Regions from separate parts of the Mus musculus genome. Here region 1 is linked to region 2. The links are chromatin contacts, called in public Hi-C maps. All regions are on one chromosome and are shown on one strand. Each heading gives the region's core, a stretch centred on a gene start, on an enhancer-like site or on the middle of the called end of the contact. The rest is flanking DNA. Distances are from core to core; before and after follow the strand shown.

What was found. Hi-C and Micro-C count contacts between places; a contact is called where the count stands out from the background.
Region 1: a Hi-C map of bone marrow-derived macrophages shows a contact between it and region 2, with 17 read pairs. The contact joins two enhancer-like sites. A contact is called at or near these places in 3 of 39 promoter capture datasets (3T3-L1-derived adipocytes, embryonic stem cells and macrophages), 2 of 484 Hi-C or Micro-C datasets (bone marrow-derived macrophages and nephron progenitors), 11 of 115 datasets of contacts at active chromatin or transcription factors (CD4 single positive thymocytes, acute myeloid leukemia, bone marrow-derived dendritic cells and 6 more) and 4 of 9 other capture datasets (adipose tissue, liver, macrophages and 1 more).

Annotation. Positions count from the first base shown.
Region 1 is chr3:15,589,239-15,591,938 of GRCm38.p6, reverse strand. No RefSeq gene overlaps it. Among named protein-coding and RNA genes, the nearest start is that of Sirpb1b, 16 kb to the right of the region's middle. Within about 2 kb of position 1,333, at least 6 of the 459 cell types and tissues checked have an H3K27ac peak or open chromatin away from gene starts, as enhancers often do. A contact at or near this core is called in bone marrow-derived macrophages, where this site is marked.
Region 2 is chr3:15,339,199-15,341,898 of GRCm38.p6, reverse strand. No RefSeq gene overlaps it. Among named protein-coding and RNA genes, the nearest start is that of Gm9733, 8.2 kb to the right of the region's middle. Within about 2 kb of position 1,363, at least 4 of the 459 cell types and tissues checked have an H3K27ac peak or open chromatin away from gene starts, as enhancers often do. A contact at or near this core is called in bone marrow-derived macrophages, where this site is marked.

The sequences.
Region 1 (2,700 bases), core at 84-2,583, 250 kb before region 2:
TGAGAAATGGTTTTAAATTCGCATCTTGCTTTTCAAGTGTGTTGGGGTATTCAGGACTCGAATAGTGGGTTTTAATGATGCCCAGTGGTCTTGGTTTCTGTTAGTAAAATTCTTATGTTTGCCTTTTGCCATCTGGTAATCTCTGGTTTTAATGTTCAAGCTGTCTCTGGATGTAGCTTGATCCTCCTGTGATTCTGTTAGCCTCTGTCAGCCCTCTTGGGAGTCCAATTCTCACCTGAGTTCCAGTGATCAAAGCACTCTCTGCAGGAAAGCTGTCCTCTTGCAGGTCAGGTTTCCAGAAGTCTGGAGCTCTGATCTACTTCCTGAGTCCTGGGTTCAGAGCCCTCCCTGTAGGCTGACACTCCTCTGGCAATGAAGGTGCCCAGGTGTCTGGGTCTTAGCTCTGCCTCCTGGCTGAGGATTAAGTCCTGACAGGACCCTGTCCAAGAAGCTCTCTTACTTCTGTCTTCCATGTGCTCTCAGGTGATCATGAGGTCCTGGGTGTGCTAGGGGTGCTGTAGCATGGAGAGTCCTCTGGGGTCCTAGATGCCCTTGGTATGTTCATGCAGAAGATGCCTGGCCCTCGACCTGAATGGATCCCTGCCTCTGGTTGGACGAGGTTCCTTCTTCCCTGTTCCTGCGGGCACATGACCCTCCTTGGAGCTGATGCTGTGTTCCACTCACCTGTGATCCCGAAGTCCTATGGCATGGAGAGTACTCTGGAGCCTTTAGTGGCCCCTGCTGGGTTCAGGCAGAAGATGGCAGGGTGTCCCGAACTGGAATGGATCCCAGCTTCTGGTTGGTCAGGGTTCCTTTGTCTTACACCCTTTTCAACATCATCTGTTCTGTCAAGCATCTGTTCCAGCAAAATATCACACGCCCTTTCACACGAGAGCTTCTAGAAAAGACTACATGTCTTCTCTCAGTAAAGTATCCTCTCACCAGTCTGATTTAACAAAATATCCTCTTATGAAACAACTCTCAGAAAACCATCACATGACACAACTGAGTCTCCAAAGAAACCAGAAATTTCACTTCAACTTTCTAATATTACATCATCTCTCAAAATAGTGCTCTAAGCTGCTTACAAATACCATAAAACAAGACTTTAGAATCAAAGTGCAGTATCTATGTTAGAAAGCTTCCTGATAATAAAATTATTAGGAATACAATTTCTATAGCTAATAAAGAGATGATTTATAGTTTTATATCTTATGATCCATCAGTTGTCCACTTGATATTGGACCCATGGAAAGGCAGATTAATAGCATTAGGGAAAGAGCACTAAGAAAAGAGTGCCCATGGCAACTGTACAAATAGAGAAAAAAAATGGAACACTGAACCACAGTACCCATAGAAGGAATGTCACAAGCCACCTGAGACTTCCCCAATCTCTTCCCTTAAAGGTTTCACAATATTCTACTAAATCTGTTCTAGGGACCAAGTCATTAAAATACATGGAGAACTAAAGAACATATTCAAACAATTGCATTTCTATTCTCCATCCATAAATTTCTCACTTCCATGAACTCAAGAGGAATCCAAGGCCAAAATGTACAGAAGTTCAGTCTTGAGAATAAGGTATTTTACCATGAAAACTTTTTGCTTAGTGTGAGCATTTAGCGCAATTTCAAGAGTTGAGAGAAAAGAAGTGGGTGGGGAAGAGTACTGAGTGAATCTGAACCTGAAACTACAGCACTATGTTAATATTATGGACATTTGAAATGTAATTTAAGTAGTAATAAATAGTGATTTTTAAAAGTCCTGTACCTGTGTGTGTATAATGATACAAATACACACCAACCCACAAGCACTTATACAACCAGAGTTGTATATGTACAAAACATAAAAATATGTGACCTTCCATACTATTATATAAGGTCGTTTTCAGGACAGGAAAATTTAACACTGAAAGTTTAGCAAAGTCTTTGCAGTGATAGAAAGACAACACATTATTTATGAGAATATGAGGACACAGACTGTAGTTTTGACTATAGTCATCTAACTGTTTTCTCAGTGTTCAACGGGATTATAAAGAAAATCTTGGATATAAGTAAATCACACAAATGACTGTGCAGGTAGGTGTCTTGTGAAATCAGATGTCATGTTGGACAGCAAGCAGGAGTAAAGACAATGTTTTTTTCTTTTATCATGTTGACCATTATTATTCATCATAAGGATACAAAGGGGTGGTTAATTCTAAGCGCTTTGATGCATTTTTAAATTCTTTCTGCAGTTAACTTATTATGAAAAGCCTGATAGCACACAGTAGTTAAAGAGTCTATGTTGGAGGTTGAACGGGGTTAGTAACTTAAGAGTGAGCACAAATATAGCATGTGTGAGACAGTGATTTCAATTACCCACTCCAAAACAAAAGAAGGAAAGAGCAAATGAAAAGAATAGTAAAAGGAGAAATTTCAAATTGAATGCCCCAGATTTAAGTCGGAGCTTCTTCTGTGAATAAGATAGGTTATAGAAGGAAATTCCTCTCTCTGGCTCATTCCCTCTCTATCCAAGTGAAAAGGATAATAGGAAAATAGTGAAAGCTATTGTAGAGAGATATGGAGCAGATTTGACAAGTATGGAGCACAAGATGCTAAAATCATCTGAGCTCATTTAGGAATGGCCCAGCACTCTGTGAAATGTAGTGATAATGTCTTTTAAAAGTTAGATGCTCAGAGACTGTCCCACCCAGGGATC
Region 2 (2,700 bases), core at 114-2,613:
TATGCCAACAATAATACACCTCCTACTATTGTCACTCCCTCTAGGCCAATCATTCACACACATGAGTCTATGCAAGTCAAACCTATTCAAACAACCACAAGGGTTATACTGGTGTGTTGGTTACTTTTCTATTGCTGATAGCGAGAAGTTATTATTTTAAAAATAGGGATGGTTAACATATTTGGACCCTAGCTTTTGAATCTAATTATATAGTGTATATTTACATTTTCAGACCAACTCTAGAAAAGAAATGTTTTTAATGCATTCTTTCATCCTTTATGTTCAAACTTTCAGAATTATAAAGAATTGTGTGGCTTGTTTCTGTAATTTTTATACATGTAGATATCTTTTCTCCTGAAGGACAGTGTCATGAATATTCTTCTGATATCATGTATCAAAAGCAAGCATTTCAAATGATCCAATATTTTAAAATATCTATTATACTCCAAGGTATGATACTGAGATCTGCCTTACATTTCAAACACTGTTGGAGCTATGTATCATTTAACTGAGAGATATATTATAAACCATTCATCATCCTATAAATGTGAATGGAAAAATACTGTTAAGTAATAACATTAGTTTGTGTGATTTTTTTCACACTCAAGTAATGCAATTAATTTAGCTTTTATATTTATAAATACATATATATTCATGCATACAAACACATAAGACATAATTTTATACATATATACAAAAGCAGATACACTCATATAAATGCTTTAAAATGAGCTAAAAAAGGTTTCAAATGTCTTTAAAATGGGCAAGTCATTTCTTTTCCAAAATATTTAAAATTTTTTGAAAAACTTTATAGGCTTTTATTTTTTCTATTTTTTGTTTTTTATTCTTATTAGATATTTTATTTATACATTTTTATATGATATTATATTTTGATATGAGTCAAACATTTGCAACTACATTATCTGTGCTTCAATATAGTGATATGTAATATATATATATAGTATGTACATACATGCATATATGCAATATAGTGATATGTATATATCTCTATCTCATCTATATAAAAATATAGATATATAGACAATATTGATATGTGATATAGTTTTTGCACGCTCCTGGACTTGATTCTTTCATTTCCAGTGAAAGAAAATGAGAAGAAACTGAGGATGGATATTTCCCTTTTCAAGTAAATCACTTTCTGTGTGGAACTTTACTATAAGGCTATGGTAAAATAGTTCCTCCAGCAAGATGATGATCTAGAAATATGCAAATAAGAAACCACAGGACTGGATTTCAGATCACAATGTGGTTCAGACCAGAACAAGGATAATTTCTGTCTAAGAGACCTTTCCTATTTCTGGTATGAAATATCCTGATAGAAGCAATTTAAATAAGGAAGTACTCATTATTTTGGCTCACTGTGGGAGGGTATAGTACATTTTACTGAGGAAGTACAGTACTAGGAAGTAGATATATACAGTCAGGAAGAAGAAAACAGTATGTGCTCACACATTTCTACCTCTCTGCCTCATTCAATTCAGAACCCAGGATACGTTTAACTAATTCATCCCAGTTGGTGGAACTGTTTGGGAAGGTTTAGAAAATGTGTCACTAGGAGTGGACTTGATGTTTCAAAAGACTCATGTCATTTCCTTCATTTTATCAGCCTTCTGTTTGAAGCTGTGGTATGCAAACAGTTTTTCCTGCTGCTATGGCTTTGGTCTACCAACATAGAATCTAAACCTTTGTACCTGTAGGCTGATATAATTTCTGCCTTTCATAAGTTGACTTGTTCATACATAGCTCCACCATTGTTTGAAATGTAAGGCAGATCTCAGTATCATACTTTGGAGTATAATAAATATTTTTAAATATTGGATCATTTGAAATGCTTGCTTTTGATACATGATATCTGAAGAATATTCATGACACTGTACTTCTGGAGAAAATATATCTGCATGTATAAAATTACAGAAACAAGCCACACAATTCTTTATAATTCTGAAAGTTTGAACATGAATTAAGAAAGAATGCATGAAAAAATGTTTCTTTTCTAAAGTTAGTCTGAAAATGTAAATATACAATATATAATGAGATTCAAAAGCTAGGGTCCAAATATATTAACGATCCCTAATTTTAAAATAATAGCTTCTGCATAGTAAATCTTTCTCTTTCAAGTGTAAATTTCAATAATTAAGTATGGTCTTCTCAGATCTTCTCACAGGCAACGCTTGATTTTTGTTTCTGTAGTACAGGAGCTGTGGTAGAGCTCAGTGATGCAATAGGTGCTTAGTGAGCATGAAGTACTATGTTGAAGCCTCAGCAATATAACAAAAACCAAGTCAAAACAGGAAGGAAAGGACAGAATGGGGAAAGGGAAGGAAAGAAGGATATAAACAGGGAGATAAGACAGAAGAGGGAAGGGAGGGGAAGATAGAAAATAAATGAAGGAGGAAAGGGAGAAAGGATAAGGCCATGAATTTCCCCCTCACTTAAGTTTGCTTGAATTCTAAGTGGTGCTGTTTGACTTGATTTTTAAAGCATTTTTCTTTTTTTCCCCTTTTTTCCCTTTTTTTTATTAGATATTTTCTTCATTTACATTTCAAATGCTATCCCCAAAGCCTCCTATACCCTCCCCCCACCCTGCTTCCCAATCTACCCACTCCCGCTTCCTAGCCCTGGCATTGCCCTGTACTGGGGCATATGATGCCCTCAAAATTAAGGGCTTCTCCTCCCATT